Linked DNA regions of Mus musculus: region 1 is linked to region 2. A link is a contact called in public Hi-C data. All regions are on one chromosome and are shown on one strand. The core of a region is the stretch at or near the end of the contact, and the rest is flanking DNA. Distances in the headings are between cores, read along the strand shown. Region 1 holds the start of Zmiz1os1 (a long non-coding RNA gene). Region 2 overlaps Zmiz1os1 (a long non-coding RNA gene).

Region 1 (3,072 bases), core at 348-2,847, 89 kb after region 2:
CACTGGTGAATTACGGCAGCCAACAGATGGAAGAAGGGCTCTCAGGGCTTCTCATTCTAAAATGTCCCTCCATATTTGTTGGGGACAGAGTGACAGGGAACAGCCAGTGGAGACATCAAGGTCATTTCTGGCACACAAGTCTAAGAGAATGACAGGAACAACTCCTCCCACCCAGGGCCCAGCCCATCCCTAGCTCTGTCTTGGCAGAAAGCCTGGGCCGTGTGCCTGGGCTCACACCAGCTTCCAGCCACCTGGGAACACACCCCTTAAATCATTACTACCGACTGTGGGGGTGGGAGTCTCTGATGATGACTGTCCTTTCAGGTTGCTTGTCTACAGCATCATAACCTGGTACTCTGGGGGTAATTAACCAACAGGGCTGTTTGTCCTTCATTCGGAGCTGGTGTGAGTCTGAGTGGGAATCTGTCCTTCTTCCCAAGAGTGGAGGTGGTGGCAGACCCTATGTATCCTTGAAGCAGAGTGACACCATCAATAAAGGCCCAGCCCAGTGCCATAGCCCTACACCAATGCTCCCAGGCCATCTTCCCAACAGACATTCCAAATTACACATCTACCTCTGAGTGTCCTGGACCTCTCCCCAGAATGTCTGGTCATCCTCATTCATAACTCAACCTGTCCCTTCAGAGTGTCTCTCTGACCCTTCTGTGGACAGAAGTCAGCCTGGATCAGACTCAAACACTTACTGGCCAGTGAACATCTCAGTGTTCACAATGACCCCTTGGGCAGCTACTCCAAGGGAAAGCTCACTTAAAGAATGGAGACCTAGTTCGATGATTTCTTAGGCTCTGATGGTATTTGGGTTAGCAGAGGTAGGCCTTGATCTAAGAAGGTGTGATAGCCTAATGGGTGTGATGTTACCTGGAGGAGGCCAGGCAGGAACCCAGGGCTGGAGGCTGTGGGGTCCCCCTATCACATCTCCTTAGGTGAGCCCCACACCTACCCTGTCTTCCTGGGTACAGTGCTCAGTAGAGACATGAGCAAGCTCAGAGAGGAGCAGTCAGGCCTGATGTCCACCGAACTGGAACTGGATCTGGAAAGGACAGGGTTGAGAAAGCCCCAAGGAAACCTGCGGCGCCTCCTCCACACAGACTGACAAACACTGCCCTCTCTGTAGACCACCCACAGTCTATGATGGCTCATGGCCTCTAAGCAAGGAGGTGAGACCCAGTCTGGTATTCTAGACTACTGGCTCCCTGACAAAGGCCTCCACCACCCAGGTCCAGGTCTCCCCAGCCTATGCTGTCTCCCAGAATAGCCAGTTTGATCTGTGTCATTCATAGATGGCTGTCTAGTCCCAGAAGCCAATCACCACCTCTCAGAGCATTTTCTGTTGTCCTAGGAATCACTCAGACCCAGGCAGGATGCTGTTCTATCAGTCCCTAGATTCCTGGGGGATCTCCCCAAGCTACCTTGGGAGAATGAACGAGGCCAGCCCACATGGATGGAACCAGGTCTGAAGTATGGATTCTCCTGAGGCCCTGGAGAACCTGGCCTTTCAATAGCCCATCGCCTGTCCCAGGTAGAGAGTATGTGAATAATTGTTAAGTCAGTTTTCTGTTGCTATAACCAATGCCTGGGGCGAACCAACTTACACAGCAGAAAGTTTCATTTTAACTCAGCGTCTCAGAGGCTCGAATTCATGGTGACTTGGTCCTGTGACATTCATAAAACAGCACGTCATGTTGGTGATGTGGGATGGGGCAAACTGCTCATATCTTGGTAACTATAAAGCAAAGAGAGAAGGACATCTGGGACTCTCCATGGTCTCTTCAAAGACACATTGCTAATGACCTAATTTCTACCAAACACCACTCCCCCTCAATAGTTTTGCAGGCCCAAATCTTTAGGAGGGACCTTTAGAGAATATTCCAGACCCAAACTATAGCAATTGTGCGTCAGGAGCAGTAGGGAGAGGTCAGGAACAGAAACACAAGACAGAGTGAGAGAATACTTTGGACATGTCCTGTGTGCCAGGCACTGTCCTTGGAGAGCAATATGCACTCATTCATTTTGTCCCCAGAACAAGGAAGCAGTCATCCACAGAGATGTCTAACCGGGCCAAGGTTATGGGGTCAGTGAGCAGGACTTGGAGGCGAACTTGCTATGTCTTCATATCTCCATGGTACGCCTACGGACCGCCTTACAGGCTTCCCGGGGCAGCCCAGCATGGTGCAGGGATGGAACTGACATCCAACCTGGAAACCAGCTCTTGCCTCTGCTGGAGCCTGCACAGTTGCAGGGCCATTGTGCCTAAGGTAGAAAAGACGAGACCTCTCTCTCCCTCTGGGGCAGGGCTTCAGAGGGCCCTGAACTTCAGCCCACTTAAGTGTGGTCACTGGGCCAGAGAGTGTCTGTCTGCCGCCACCTCTGGATTCTTTTGCCCCTGGGGCCTCCCCTCAAGCGCTGGCTCCTAGGCAGCATGCTATCACCGTGCCCAAATGTTTGTCATCTCTTGACACTAATATTATTTAAGGCCTAGAGTCTCATGTAAGGCTTCCTTTTAGCAAGATTGTCTCATTTAATAAAATTCCCTGTCTCTGTCCCCCAAGGTAATCATGTTGATGGCAGCGCAGTCCCCGAGCTGTGATTTGGTCTGGGAATAGAATTATCAGGAAGCCCGGCTTGGCTGTCACAGATGCTCTGCTTGGGGTTTTCCCTTGAAGTAAACAGAAAGAGTCCCAGTGGAAGGAGCGACTCAGCAGGGACTATGGCAGCTGGCCTCCCCACTGGCCACTCTGTCCTCAATGGTCACCTCTCAAAGGCTCAATTAGTAAACATTTCCTAGTCTAGGCTGGGAAATGGCTACTGTTGATGCAGGTAAGTTACCTGATCTATTCTCTCTCTCTCTCTCTCTCTCTCTCTCTCTCTCTCTCTCTCTCTCTCTTCTCTCTTCTCTCTTCTCTCTTCTCTCTTCTCTCTCTCTCTCTCTCTCTCTCTCTCATTTTGCTGAATGCATTTTTGTTTTTGTTCTTTGAGATAGGATCTCATGTAGCCCAAGCAAGCCTCAAATTCACTTTGTCATAAGGATAGCCTTGAACTTCTAACCCCCCC
Region 2 (3,200 bases), core at 554-3,053:
CCCTGGAGCATATACAAACCATCTAATAGTGCCATGTTCTTGTCTTGGAGCATATACAAACCATCACACCCCGCTACCCTTGATCAAAAGTGGGCCTCACTTGTCTGGATGTCCTAAGCCTGGGAACATCGGATGTGAGAAAAAGTTCAGGTAGGGAGGCATTGGTGTCTCGGGAGAGAAGCCGAGCTATAAAGGAGGGAATTATGTGAGCCAAGGCTTGGATACAGGAGAGCCAGCACTGATTGGGAGTTGGTGGTCTTCAAACTTGTCTGTGCGTCAGATGACATGAAAACTGGAGAGCAGTGCCACCTCAGCCTTTGGTTCAGTGACTCTGCACTGGGGACCATGGGCTGGCACTTCAGCGGGTGCCAGGAGATGCCATCTAGCTTTGGAGCCTGTCCCAGCATGGAGGATGCTTTTTTCAGGCACTCAGAAACTATATTTACTCCTCCCCTAGACCCACAGGACAACTGAAGTGGAGTGAAAGCCTGGCACCCTCACCTTGCCTTTGTGCTTACTGTACTGTGGGTGAGCCGCACGCCTCCATACAGAGAGAAACTAATCACCCAGGAGGAGCTGTCTAGAACCAAGGCTACTCCAGCCTACCTCACCCCACTCCCAGATTGAAGGCACAAAGATGGGAAACTGAGGCATGATAACTGTCAGCTTTTTATATTGTCCTGTCCAGACCCCCAAAGTAGTCAGTGACCATGAATTCCAGAAACAACAGCATCTAGCTGGACAGAAAACCCCAGGCAAGGGCCGTCATCCGTGAGGGTGTGGTAGCACCTTGGAGCAGGATATCATCTTTTTGGAGCCAGCTTGCCTCTTGGCCTTACAAGGACTTCTTTGGACAACTCACCAAGGCCAGAGCTGAGGCAGCGCTGGGTGGGACCACACTTTGACAGAGACTACATAATTATGCATATGCCTTTGTCCCCTCTTCCCTCTTCCTTGGTAAGCCTAAAGTTCATGTCAGTACTTCAGAATGGGACCTGGGGGATCGATCACTAGATTCCCTTATCTGTTCTATCTAGGATGACCACACTGACTTCATCTTTGCCTTTCATTACCTGTCTCTTTATTTGTTATGTTGGAATAGATGGCAGAGCCTTGCCTATTGTAACTATCAGAACAACCTAAAACTCCTTTTGCAGAAAGAAAAGCAACTGAGGCAGAGCTATCTGTCGCACCCTGAAGCCGAGGAGTCAGCCATCCTGCTAAAGGACAGGTAGAAGAGATGAAGAAGAACAGCCAAACTTTACACCCAAAGTCTGGGAAGTGAGACATCCACCCCCGTGGGTTTGAGCCCCTGTCTCCACTGTTTGATCTCAGCCAGCTCCCCCCAGAGGACTACAATCCCCACCCCACCCCCAAAGGCACAATCTAGCCCTCTTCGAGAGGCAGGTGTGCCTGCAGGGAGACCAGCCCTGAGAGGGCTTTGCGGCGGGTAGGCCCTCAGCAGATGTGAGAGCGATTATTATAATCTCTCCGCCCCCAGATGGCATGGTCCGGGTTGCCCCCTCCTCCGCCTGCCAGGCCCCTCTCCGCGGTCCCCGGGGACAGGAGCTAAGGACCCCAGCCTGCGAGCTGCCTGCCTCTTCTCCTCGGGGCCCCTGGCCCAGCCTCAGCGTGGGCCTGGCCTCCAGATTGAGCAGCCTTTCTTCAGGTGCAAGGACCCAAGTGGCTGTCAGCAAGCGGTTCCTCGGCAGGGCACCTCAGGCGGGCGGAGGCGGTGGCGGGGGTGGCTCAGCACAGCTAGTGAACAAAGGCCGGCTGGGAGCTGGCAGGGCGCCATCAGGGTTCAATGCACAATGGCCCGAGGGGCTGGCGGCTTCGCTCCTGGCCGGCATTTGCATAGCGTCTGGGGCAGGAACAGGTGCCCGGTCAATAGGCGATTGTGAAGCTGCTGTGTCAAAAAAAGAAGGGGCCTGTATTGAAGGCCAGGCTGGCCTATTGCAATGCAAATAGCATTCAAAGCAGACCGGCCCGGGTTGGGCTCCCCGGAGCCCCTGCCTCATGAAAGCCACTGAGCCAGCCCGGCGGCTGCTGCTGCTGGTGCCCGCTTTGTCTGAGGCCAAAGGGTGGCACTGGCAGTGGGGGCAGGGAGCCCACAGCGTAAGGCTGCGCCTCACGCCTATCCACCTAGGAAGGCTTCCTGGAAGAGGACCAGATGCGCTAGGATGTCGCTGAACTTCACCCAGATACTGAAAGGAAGTTACATGGTGTCTCTGAAGAGTGAAGCAGCCTCCGTGACTATCACAATGAAATCTTCGAGGACAGTCACGTGCCTCCTCGCTTCCCACTGCACGGCCGCTCTGGCCTGAGATTCAGGATCCCTCCTCTTACCTCTGATTTTGGTGCGCCTTCATTTTACCTGAAGTTACTCTGGGTACCAGTGTGATGAATTCTTCCAAGCCTGAAGCAACCCTGCGAGACAAATGCATATCATCATCGTTTAACTAGTGTGGAAACTGAGTTGCCGAGGAATCCTACCATTAGTAGGAGGCACCATTAGTAGGAGGCAGTGCTGGGAAAGACCCCTGACAGCTTGGCTCTGGAAGTTTCCTGTGCTCCAATGCACTGCCCATGCGCTGCTGCCAAGTCCGTCTCATAATGGAACTTAGGTCCAACGAACCACAGAAGTTAGAGCAAGACCAGAATCCAGTAAACTGGCTGCCTGGCTGGCACATACCTCTTCAGCCAATGATAAGCCCGCTGTCGATTAGCTCAGGGACTCTCAGTGCTCCTCTGGAGTAGCCTGCCTCAGGAGCGGGAAGCCTTAGGCCTCGCGGGTCCTCCACACAGAGATGAGGAACCAGGGCCTGCGTCGAGAATTCGGAAGCAGCCTACAGCTGTGACAGGGCTGATTATGGCCATCTATAGGGACGTCACAGGATGGGGCTGAGGCAGTGTGGAGGTCAGACGATTGTCAGCTGAATTCATTGGCTTATGGGGTGGAGGGAACCAAAGGCAGTCCTTAAAAACTTCTTGGTGACAATATCAAAGGTTTCCATTTATTTTAGTGTGGGTGCACATGCATATGGAAGCCAGAGGACAACCTCTAGTGCTACTCTCCAGGCACCTCCTGCCTTTCCACTGTGACAGCTCTCTCGCTGGGTCTGGAGCTTGCTACCGGTAGACTGGTTGGCCAAGAAGCCAGCTCCAGGGATTCACCTATCTTTTCTTGTGCCAGGCAT

What was found. Hi-C and Micro-C count contacts between places; a contact is called where the count stands out from the background.
Region 1: a contact with region 2 is called in a Hi-C map of liver, with 2.0 times the contacts expected there. The contact joins the promoter of Zmiz1os1 here to the enhancer-like site in region 2. A contact is called at or near these places in 5 of 484 Hi-C or Micro-C datasets (cortical neurons, liver and uterus) and 2 of 115 datasets of contacts at active chromatin or transcription factors (double positive thymocytes and embryonic limb bud).

The regions. Positions count from the first base shown.
Region 1 is chr14:25,405,189-25,408,260 of GRCm38.p6, forward strand. It overlaps Zmiz1os1 (a long non-coding RNA gene), which reads right to left and starts at 1,598. Exons shown (of 8, transcript XR_003951078.1): 1 at 962-1,598. It overlaps Gm32645 (a long non-coding RNA gene), which reads left to right. Exons shown (of 7, transcript XR_003951092.1): 4 at 1,361-1,540; 5 at 2,571-2,838.
Region 2 is chr14:25,316,313-25,319,512 of GRCm38.p6, forward strand. Zmiz1os1 (a long non-coding RNA gene) reads right to left here. Exons shown (of 8, transcript XR_003951078.1): 2 at 2,350-3,200. Among named protein-coding and RNA genes, the nearest start is that of Gm41113, 61 kb to the right of the region's middle. Within about 2 kb of position 1,804, at least 150 of the 459 cell types and tissues checked have an H3K27ac peak or open chromatin away from gene starts, as enhancers often do. A contact at or near this core is called in cortical neurons, embryonic limb bud and liver, where this site is marked.